Regions from separate parts of the Mus musculus genome. Here region 2 is linked to region 1. A link is a contact called in public HiChIP or PLAC-seq data. All regions are on one chromosome and are shown on one strand. Each heading gives the region's core, a stretch centred on a gene start, on an enhancer-like site or on the middle of the called end of the contact. The rest is flanking DNA. Distances are from core to core; before and after follow the strand shown. Region 1 has its middle 6.6 kb from the start of Tmem250-ps. Region 2 overlaps Notch1 (notch 1).

The links. HiChIP or PLAC-seq counts read pairs in DNA pulled down with a chosen protein or histone mark.
Region 2: an HNF4G HiChIP or PLAC-seq map of pancreatic cancer cells shows a contact between it and region 1. The contact joins two enhancer-like sites. A contact is called at or near these places in 1 of 115 datasets of contacts at active chromatin or transcription factors (pancreatic cancer cells) and 1 of 9 other capture datasets (adipose tissue).

The regions. Positions count from the first base shown.
Region 1 is chr2:26,131,344-26,136,547 of GRCm38.p6, reverse strand. No RefSeq gene overlaps it. Among named protein-coding and RNA genes, the nearest start is that of Tmem250-ps, 6.6 kb to the left of the region's middle. RefSeq lists an enhancer at 2,825-4,265. Within about 2 kb of position 3,102, at least 286 of the 459 cell types and tissues checked have an H3K27ac peak or open chromatin away from gene starts, as enhancers often do. A contact at or near this core is called in adipose tissue and pancreatic cancer cells, where this site is marked.
Region 2 is chr2:26,480,570-26,485,773 of GRCm38.p6, reverse strand. It overlaps Notch1 (notch 1), which reads left to right. Exons shown (of 34, transcript NM_008714.3): 3 at 325-587; 4 at 1,168-1,506; 5 at 4,081-4,203; 6 at 4,567-4,800. Among named protein-coding and RNA genes, the nearest start is that of Mir6996, 13 kb to the right of the region's middle. Within about 2 kb of position 2,098, at least 162 of the 459 cell types and tissues checked have an H3K27ac peak or open chromatin away from gene starts, as enhancers often do. A contact at or near this core is called in adipose tissue and pancreatic cancer cells, where this site is marked.

The DNA of each region.
Region 1 (5,204 bases), core at 1,853-4,352:
TCCAGGAAGGACAGGAACAGCTTGGAGGTGCCATGCACACTTGACTACACAATGTCCAATGCTGGGAGGGACAGGAAGCCGGGTTTCCTTTCTAGGTGTGTTTGTAGATTGTGTTACTGGGGGATTTCTTTTCTAATTCTATTTCACATGTATGGGTGTTTGGCCTGCATGTATGTCTGTGCACCCAAGGAGGCCAGAAGACAGTAGTAAGAGTCTGTGGAACTGGGTTAGACAGTTGTGAGCCACCCTGTGAAATGGAGATGCTCTGTAGGTTTTTTTTTTTTTTTTTTGATTTTTCAAGACAGGGTTTCTCTGTGTAGCTCTGGCTGTCCTGGAACTCACTCTGTAGATCAGGCTGGCCTCGAACTCAGAAATCCACCTGCCTCTGCCTCCCAAGTGCTGGGATTAAAGGCGTGCGCCACCACGCCCGGCTGGAGATGCTCTGTAAAAGCAGCCAGTGTTGTACCATCTCTCCAGCTCTGTTACAGGGATTTTGAGGTAGGGAGTAGGGTCTCACTAACTTGTTCAGGCTGGCTTCAAACTCTCAAATGCTGTGATTACCAGGATAAGTCGCCATATTCAGCTTGAGGTGTGTTGAGTCTCTGTGTGTGTGTGTATTTAAAAAGATTGCTTATTTTTGTTTTGAATGTGTGTTTTTCCTGCATGTATGTGCGCCATGTGTGACTTGATGCCCACAAAGGCCAGAAGACAACATCACTTTAGAACTGGAGACATAAATGGTTGGTTGTATGCTACCATGTGGTGCTAGGAACCAACCCAAGGTCCTCTGGAAGAATAGTCAGTGCTCTTGACTAATGAGCCATCCCTCCAGCCTGAGTTTTTGGAATAGGGTTTCTTTCACAATGTGACTAGGTTGTACAGACCAGGCTGGCCTCAAATTCATAATGATCCATCTGCCTCTGCCTCTTGGAATTAAAGGAGTGTACAGCAGGCCCCCACCCAAGTTCTAGTTTGTGGTAAGAGTAAACTGCAAAATCCTTTGACCCAGACAGCTCAGGACCTGAGGCAAAGGGGGTTATGGGGGAGGGGGGGCGGTTAGCTTCATAGAGCAGGGCTGAGGTTTGGTATAGATGGGCCTCTTGGCCCAAGGAAAGCCATGCTGAGGGATAGCCCTGGGATGGCTGCAAAGGCACACTTATCCAAGAACCCAAAGCTGGGCTCAGGAGCAGATAGGCATGGTGAGGGTGGTTATGCAGTGACAGTAACCCGTAGCTCTCTAAGCCACTCATGCCTGAGGGGACAACGGGTACTTTCCAGGAATTTCCCTAGACCTGCTTTGTTTTCTATGGGTCTGAAATGGTGGGTTGGTTGCTTGGTTCATTTTACAGTACTGGGGATAAAACCCAGAGCTGAACATGCAATAGGCAATTGACTTCAAAGACCTGAAGTGTTTCTCATTGTCCCTTGCCTGGGAAGAACAAGAAATCAAGATCTAACCCCTTGTTTGAGTAGATGCCACCCTAACTATCCTGTGGGGCCTCCAGACTCAGAGGCCACTGAGTACAAAGAACATGGCTGTGGAGAGCAAGCTGCTCACATCCAAGGTAGCTGAGGGCCAGGAGCTGTGCACTAAGGATACTGACCTGTTCTATGGCTCCCTAGTGGTGTCACAAGGCCTTGGAAGACCCTGGTTGAACCAGCTCCTCCTGATAGCCAAGAGCCCTTCTGGGACTTGGAGGTTATGAAGCAACTCCTGGCCTCTCTGACCAGCAGGACTGGGTTTATGGGTCACATTACCTGGACATTAGCACTGTTTTTGAGTATGTTGGCCTTGTGGCTCTAGGTGACATTTTGAGTTGTACCTAGGGCTGCCGCCTGTCTAAGGAAGGCTGGTGATTGCCCTCGGTGACACACATGTAAGCCAGGCAGTGATTTAGGTCCTGGAAAAAGCAGCATTTTGAAGCCATCCATTGGCATAGCTCAAGAAACACCAGTAGGAACTGTGTCTCTGCAGGGTAGAGACACTTTAGAACTACTCCCCAGGCTGGGGTATTCTGCTAAAATGCTTGTTTCAAGCAGATTTGTTTGTTTATTAAGGCAGCACATAAAAGTATAAAAATGGGAATGAGCTGCCTGCTGCAGGGCAGGGCAGGGGAAGTCAAGGGCAGGGGAGGTAATGAAGACCTGGGCATATACAGAATGGACCTGCAGACACAAGTCCTCAATGGCTGGTTATGAAACCGGTCAACAGTCATAAAGCCACTCATTTGGTCAGCTGCTGTACCCCAGGCCCTTGAAGCCCATGAGGTAGAAAAAGGGACAGGGACAGCTTTTAGGCTAGCCTTGTGAACTGACTTTGTGAAAAAGGGTAGGCAAGGGGCTGCCTACTACCCAGTGGATGGGAGGGAGGAGGGAGGGACAGGAATCCAGCTGCTAGGACTTTTCTGAGGTTTGCAGAGCTGCCCAGCTAGAGCTGGCTCAGGGGACCCAGTAAGAGCACAGGGGGGAGGGGGGGGCTAGATGTTAATTTGAGAGACAGGAGCTGGGTTCTGGGTCTTCCTGGGGGAGGGGTCTACACTTCACCACCACCACCACCACAAGAAAGGGGCATCTAAGGAGTGGGGACTGTGCCATGAAGACCTGGGACTAGTCCTTAGGCAAAATGGCTGGGAGCTAGGGCCAAGAAGGAAGGAGTGGAGGTGAGGGGACTGGAGAAGGCAAGTTCAGCCAGGTATGGGAAGCACAGATGGAGAGATGCCCTGTGAGGTGTAGGGATAGGGACACTGTTATCTACAACCCTGGGGAGAATATATATATATAATTTATTATTTTTTTTTTTTTTGGTGATAAGAAGGGTGCCGGTGCAGTGGTTAGTGGCTAGGGTTTTCTAGAGATGAGAAGGGAGGTGCTGCAGGGCCCCAGGCTTGGGTTGAAGTAGTGGCTCTGAACACCCGTTTGTTGCCCCTGTACCAAGTAGCAGCTTCTGCAGTCCCTGATGGAGACCCAAACAAACACAGAACCTGTGACCTTCCCAGTGTAGTGTGAGGAAGAGAGCCAGATGGTCCCTACTCCCAAAGATGGTAGGGGCAACCCCAGAGCACAGACCTGCGCCGCCACAGACTCAGCTGCGGTTATTGATGTCCCCTGACCTTGGGAAGGCTCAGTCCTTGCCAGCGTGTGAGGGGGAAGGGAGGGAGCCGGCGGCGCCTGCACATGCTGATTCAGCGTTTTCTGGGGACAAAAAAACGTGCTAGATCCACAGCAGGAGGGTGCCTTTCTCTTCTCGGTTTTTGGACTGGTTTAGAAAGAACGGTCCCCTTCTGCCCGGCCCTCCTAGGAAACCTTCCTTCCTCTAGAGACACTAGCTCCCAGGAAGCCGCAGTCCCAGGCTGAAGCAAGCAGGGGAGATTTTCCGGAAATCCCGGCATTCTGACTTGCCTCCTCAACAATTTCCAAAAGAGGGAGCTGCCCCCCAGCAGCAGCCTTGCCGAGAGCGAGCTGATTCAGCGATCTGGGGCCCAGCGCCCCTCCCCCACCTCACCAGGCTGCTTGCCCAGGCCTGTTGGGCAGCTGTGTCACATGGGGCCTCAGGCAGAGTTGTGTGGCCCTCACTGAGCCTGGGGGTGGGGTGGCAGACTGAAGGGCACAGGCTGCCAGGTGACCCTTCCCAGCCAGGCCAGCTACCCCACCCCTATCCCCACCGCACCCCCTCACTGCTTTTCTAGTCTCGGGCAGATGAGCAGCCATAGGAGTGTGCCATAGACCCAGGGGGAGGCACAGGGTGCAGCGCCGCTGAGCTGTGCTTTGAGGACTCTGGTACTGTCAGCCCTAGGAAATTTCATCCCAAAGAAACAGCAGCTACTCCCCCAGATACGACCAGTCTCCCAGAAGCCGAAGTCTGGGACAGAGTTCTCATCTATCTCTGGTGGGGCCAATTGTGACAATCTCCCAGGACAGGGGTTATAGCTAAACTGCTGGCCCTGAGCCAGCCCAAGACCTCTAGAGCACCGGGCCTGGGGGGGGGGGGGGCTCCTCTATCAACAGGAACAGCAGGGAATGAAGCAGTTACCCTCTTCCCTGGAAGTCTAGCTTATTTCTGATGTTACTCCAGGCTGGTGTTGTCTCTAACTGTGGACCCTGGGCAGGACAGGGGAGCCTGTGGGAACCACTGACCAGGTCTAGGGACAAAGCTGTGTCACCTACTTGAGAACATGGGGCCTAAAAACAAACTTGCTGAGTCGGTGCACAGCCATTGGTATTTTGTTACAATGGGACCATGGGTGTAGGTAAGCGTTTTGAGCAGGGTGGGAGAGAGCCATGGCTTTGGGCTGGAGCTACAGAGGAAGCTAGAAAAAAAGGGTGGGGTGAGGCTGGCCAGAAGCTGAAGGAGAGAGCCGGATTGCTCAGGAGGGCAATGGCCAGTAAGGTAGGTGGGAACTTTGAGGGGTCATCAGTCATAGGGTGGGATGGGGGTGGGAGTGAGGGTAGGGTGGACATCTTGTCAAACTTGGAAGTCATAGGTAGATGCAGTAGTCATGAGCTGCAGGTTGACCTCCCTCCTAACTCATTAAATGAGGACAGGTATTCTTTTCTCATTCTTGGAATATTAATGACAGCCTGCTGGATGCTGCATGAATATTCATACAGAGATCAATCAAGTCCAGGCTTTTGGTAGTGGCACTTGTGGTGGCACCAAGAGATGGGACCTGCCAGGTAGCTGGTGCTATATGGAGGGACTGCCATCAGGAGTGTGGCTGGCTGTGCACCCTGCCACTACTAAGGCCCCTTGACCCTCTGGACAAGCCAATAGCATCCTGCCCCGTGGTCACCCTCAGCCTGGGTGACCCTCACTCGGGCTTTGGAGTGGGTGCTGTGGTGAGTGGTATACTCATACACTTGGGTTGGCAGCCAAGGATCACCCCAGGAAGAAAAGAGAGGCATCAGAGCTCCTGAGCAGGGTACAGCCTGATGTCCTGGGCAGCCTGAGCTAGTCTTTCAGACAGCCCCAGGGATTTCAGGCTGCCTGTTTGGACCTGGAACTTTATACCCACGGCCAGGCAACTGACAGCCAGTAGGCACATGGGTTTCCAGGTCCATCTAGTGGGCACAGCCAGTTTGGCCTCCCTTTTTGCCTCTGTAGGAAACACAGTTGTTATTTAAACAAGACTAGTATGGAAGTTCCATGTTTGTTTTTTGCAGTCCCTGCTGTTGCAGGCTTTGCTCTGCCCACACTGCCTGCCTGT
Region 2 (5,204 bases), core at 849-3,348, 350 kb before region 1:
TCGAGTGTAGACCCAGATTTGAAATCTGCCTGGTTTGAAATTCAGGCTGGTCTTGTCTCTAGCCTGGCCCCAATTAACAGTCATTATTATTTCTTTTTTATTGAGGTGAGGTTCACTTAGTATGTGAAAGTAACCCCTTTAAAGTGAGCGCCTCCATGGCATGCTCCAGAGCTTACGTCATCCCAGAAACCTCTGCCCAGCAAGCAGCCACTGCACCTCCATTCTAGAGCCTGATTCCAGTTGCACCCACTGCCCAAGGTCGGGTAGCCTGTGGCCATGAGAGATGAGGGCGGGGAGCTGACTGCCCTACATGTCTGTCAACAGCTGCAGCGGAGCCTTTGTGGGCCAACGATGCCAGGACTCCAATCCTTGCCTCAGCACACCGTGTAAGAATGCTGGAACGTGCCACGTTGTGGACCATGGTGGCACTGTGGATTATGCCTGCAGCTGTCCCCTGGGTTTCTCTGGGCCCCTCTGCCTGACACCTCTGGACAACGCCTGCCTGGCCAACCCCTGCCGCAATGGGGGCACCTGTGACCTGCTCACTCTCACAGAGTACAAGTGCCGCTGCCCACCAGGGTGGTCAGGTAAGGGCTATAGGAGGTTGTGAACTTCACGGTTGGGACCCTTAGGCCTGGGCCCAAGGACCCTATCTTTGTTGACTTGACATACTCTGGTACACTAAACTTTATCCTCTCCTGGATCAGAGTTAAGCTGGGATCTACTATCCAGAAAAATCTTGGGGATTCCTTGGGAACTCTGGTCCTTTTCAACCCCAAACTATCTGATTTTTGGCTGCCCTGTTCCAGGACCCCAACCTCTCACTGTTTCTGTGCGTAAAGAATGAGTCCTCATGTAGCCCGGGTCTTACCATCTCCTTGTCAGGGTGCCTCAGGTTTCCATTGCTTCTCTATGTGGGGTCCAGGAGACAGCTAGGTACAAATTTTAGACTGCCATTCCTACTTTCTGTCCTTGAGCAGTCACTTAGTCTCTTATGACTTACAGTCCTCTGTATGCAGAAAGATGGCCACATTCTGCAACAGATACTGAGCATCATGAAGATAACACTTTAGATCTATCCCTGGTTGGTACCTACATGATGTCCAAATCTGCCCTGGGTTCACAGGGAGGCCCTGGCAACAGCTGACCCTCTTCTCTGCCTCCCAGGAAAATCATGTCAGCAGGCTGACCCCTGTGCCTCCAACCCCTGTGCCAATGGTGGCCAGTGCCTGCCCTTTGAGTCTTCATACATCTGTCGCTGCCCGCCTGGCTTCCATGGCCCCACCTGCAGGCAAGATGTTAATGAGTGCAGCCAGAACCCTGGGCTGTGCCGCCATGGAGGCACCTGCCACAATGAGATCGGCTCCTATCGCTGTGCCTGCCGTGCCACCCATACTGGTCCCCACTGTGAACTGCCCTATGTGCCCTGCAGCCCCTCACCCTGCCAGAATGGAGGCACCTGCCGTCCTACAGGGGACACCACCCACGAGTGTGCCTGCTTGCCAGGTAGGTTCCATCTCAGTATGCTGGCATCTAGCCTGGTTGTCCATGTCCATGCGTGTTCCACTGTCAAGCCCGAGGGATGCAGAAAGAGTTAATACCCTTTGAAGGGAGCCCAAAAAGAAGTTTAGAGAAGGGCAGCAGCCATGGAGCCTTAGGTGTGGTATAAGAGCAGGTCAGGATAGGGATACCAGAAGTGAGGGGACACTCTCAGTGACACCACACACGTCTATTTCTGTCTGGGCCATCTACTGAGATCCAGTTAGTTTGGTGCATAACCTCCAAGCCTTCTTTCTGCTGATAAGAGTGCCTTCCCTTGGTATTTTCTTCATGCTGGGCCTCCCCTGACCCATAGCCAACTAATACCCACCATGTCAATACCCTGAGCCTCTTAGGGCAGGGAGCCAGCCTGCCTTTACAGATGCTCATGAACTGTTTGGAATCCACATGTGACTCTCTGTATGTTACGGGAGCACCCTGTCATGGGCAGTCCCTGGGGTTTCCCCTTTCTCTGGGGATGGTAATTGAATAACAGGGTCTTGAGGGCCTTAGGGGCCTCACGTTTTTCATTACTTCCTCTGCAGTGTTCTTCCCACTGTGCTCAATGTCTCTGCAGGGGTGGGGCCTGCAGGCACAGCCCTAGTCCTTTCTGTTGCTGCTCTAGCGATGGTAACTCGGTGATCTAAGGCAGCTTGGAGCTGCCGCCAACCCACTTTTGGCAAGGGTGGGGTTGGTCAACATACCAGGCCGTTGAGAGGAAGGAGGAGTGGGCTCAGGAAATAGGAATAGATTTGGTTGCTGGGGGTGACCTCGGACCACTCCCCTTGCAACCCCGGGGCCACCCTACACACTGAAAAAGGGAAGTTCCCTTCTGCCCCAAGCTTGCAGAGCCAGCCTCAAGACTGCGTGCAGACACTGGCTTATACATTTCCTGAAAGTCATTGGGCAAGCTCGGAGGTAGCCGACAGCTGCCTACACGCTTCCCAGCCTCCCTGGGGGGGCTGGGACAGGATCCTCACGCTCAGGAGGGCCCCAGAGCTGAGTTCAGCTCTGTCTTGGTGGCCACCTAAGACCTCAGCTGTTAGAACCTGTGTTGAGAGGCTAGACTGGGTCTGTCATGCAGACTGAGAGAAAGCCTTGTTCAAGGAGCTTGTGAATGGAGCTGCCACCAATCCACCTTAGGCAGGGTGGGGTGGGTCAACTCAGAGTGCTGGAAGATGGGCAGGAGGGAAGCAAGGACTGGGTGGGGTCCCTTTACCTTAGCCGGTGGGTCATCCCTGAAGACGGAACACACACTACCCTGTGCTGTGTGGAGACATGCTGTTTCAGAGTAGGGAGAAGTGAAAATTGTCCACCCAAATTGCTGTTGAAGGGAGTCCGGTCTGGGCACAGTTATACCCACCATTTGGGCTCCCAGGTAGCTATTTACCAGGTTTCCTGAAGAATGTATGAACTAGGGTGGACATAAAGAACTAAGATGGGAACAGAACTTAAGCCTGAGAGCTGACTGGGAATTAAAGCGACTCTGGCTCCTGTATATCCATCCTCTCACTCTCTCACAAGCCCGGTTTCCCTGGAGGAGGCTGTATAGGCAGAGAAGGCTTTGGCCAGGCTCCACATAGGACCTATGATCCCTTCTCCTCGCCCCCAGTGAAATCCTTCTACACCTGCTCAGGGCCCCTCCAGGCTCGCTTCTTCTTGGAAGCGTGCCCTGTGCTAGAATAAATCTCTGCACAGGCAGGGAGACAAGCTATTTGGTCTTGCTGACCCCTGGGCGGGCACTAGGCTCCAAGTTGGTTCCTCCCTCACCCAGATAAGCCTTTTCCAAGCCTCCAGCTTCTTGCTGTGGTGCAAGATGGTGGGGTGGAGGGGCATCTTTGAGGAGGAGGCAGACAGGTGGGTTCTCCAAGGGCAGGAGGGGTTCAAAGGCATCCCCAGAGATGGTGTTAATTAGTAACCGGCTGCAAGTTTGGCTGTTGCCAGACTCGCCTTTCTGGGTTGATCATTGACCCGGCAGGAGTTGAGGAGATTAATAGCTAACTAGCTGCTGAGCAGGCCCTCAGGAAGCCACACTGCAGGCCACACCTTGGGGCCCAGCCACAGGCTAGATGGGCTTGTAGAAGAGAGATGGTTGCCCTGGCTGTGCCCTGAGGAAATCACAGGTTCTGACTGAGCGGGCCTGCCTGGATCCCACCACTCTGGTTTCTAACTTAGTGCTCCCAAGCCCCACTTTTAGCTCCAGCAGTTTTAGGTATTCGTGGCTGCCCCACTGATTCAGTGTGGACAACCATAGAGTGCAATCCTCTGAAACTCTGTTAGTGGTTTTGTGGCAGAACCTCCAAGGACACTATGTTCCTGGATCCCTGTCTGTTGAGTCAGCTCTTTACATAGCGACTTTCTAGAGAAGAGCTGTCACCTGTGGACACGGGAGTAGGGATGCCACGGAAGGACAGACAGATGCCTTGTCCAGAGCAGAACATTGCAGGTCCACCCAGAATCTGAAGATACCGGAGCCCACCCGAGGCTCCTCAGCAGACTTCTGAGGTCAGGCTAACCTGCTGGCTGGCCCCTGTCCCACAGGTTTTGCTGGACAGAACTGTGAAGAAAATGTGGATGACTGTCCAGGAAACAACTGCAAGAATGGGGGTGCCTGTGTGGACGGCGTGAATACCTACAATTGCCGCTGCCCACCGGAGTGGACGGGTATGTATATGGGACTTGTAGGCAGCAGCCTTCCACTAACAAAACTGCACACCGCGGAGTGGTAGGAAGGTCTGAACTCTGTTCCACGCTATGAAAGCCCACACTGCAAGACCCAGGGTGGCTGGTAGCATGGAGCAGCAGCTTCTGTGCTTCCAGTTGGAGTCAGCACAGCTCAGCATCAGATGGTTCTTGTGAGCTATTAGCAGCTAACATCCAGAGTCAGGCCCCCCAGCACTGAGCCATACAGGAGCTAGCATTCTGGGCAAGCTACCAGGGATGAATACAAGGTTGTCCTCAGCCCCACAGCCCAGAGCAGGGAGCTCATCTTGTAGCTGAGGTTGATGGTCCTGTGACCCCTCATAGGTCAGTACTGTACAGAGGATGTGGACGAATGTCAGCTCATGCCCAATGCCTGCCAGAATGGCGGAACCTGCCACAACACACACGGCGGCTACAACTGTGTGTGTGTCAATGGGTGGACTGGCGAGGACTGCAGTGAGAACATTGATGACTGTGCCAGTGCCGCCTGTTTCCAGGGTGCCACTTGCCACGACCGTGTGGCTTCCTTCTACTGCGAATGTCCGCATGGGCGCACAGGTAAGTCGGTGCAGGAATGTCCTGGGAGAAGGGAAACTTGGTTGGCTCACCACCCCTGGTGGAAACACCTGGGGAGCCATGTATGAGATATATATACAGATATATGTGTGTATATATATATATATATATATATCAGATATAGATACAGCTCAGATGTAGATACAGGGCTGGAAATGCAGCACAGTTGGTAGAGTGGCTGCCTAGCATGCACAGGATACTGGACTCAATCCCTAGGACCACATAAACTGTGGGTAGTGGCACGTGCCTGTCAAGCCAACTCCCAGGGAAGAGTGAATCCAAAGGTTAAGGCCATCTTTAGCTATATAGCAAACTTGAGTTCAGCCTGGAATATGTGAGACCCTGTTTTAGGAAAGGGATGGGGAGAGAGAAAGCTCTGTCTCTTT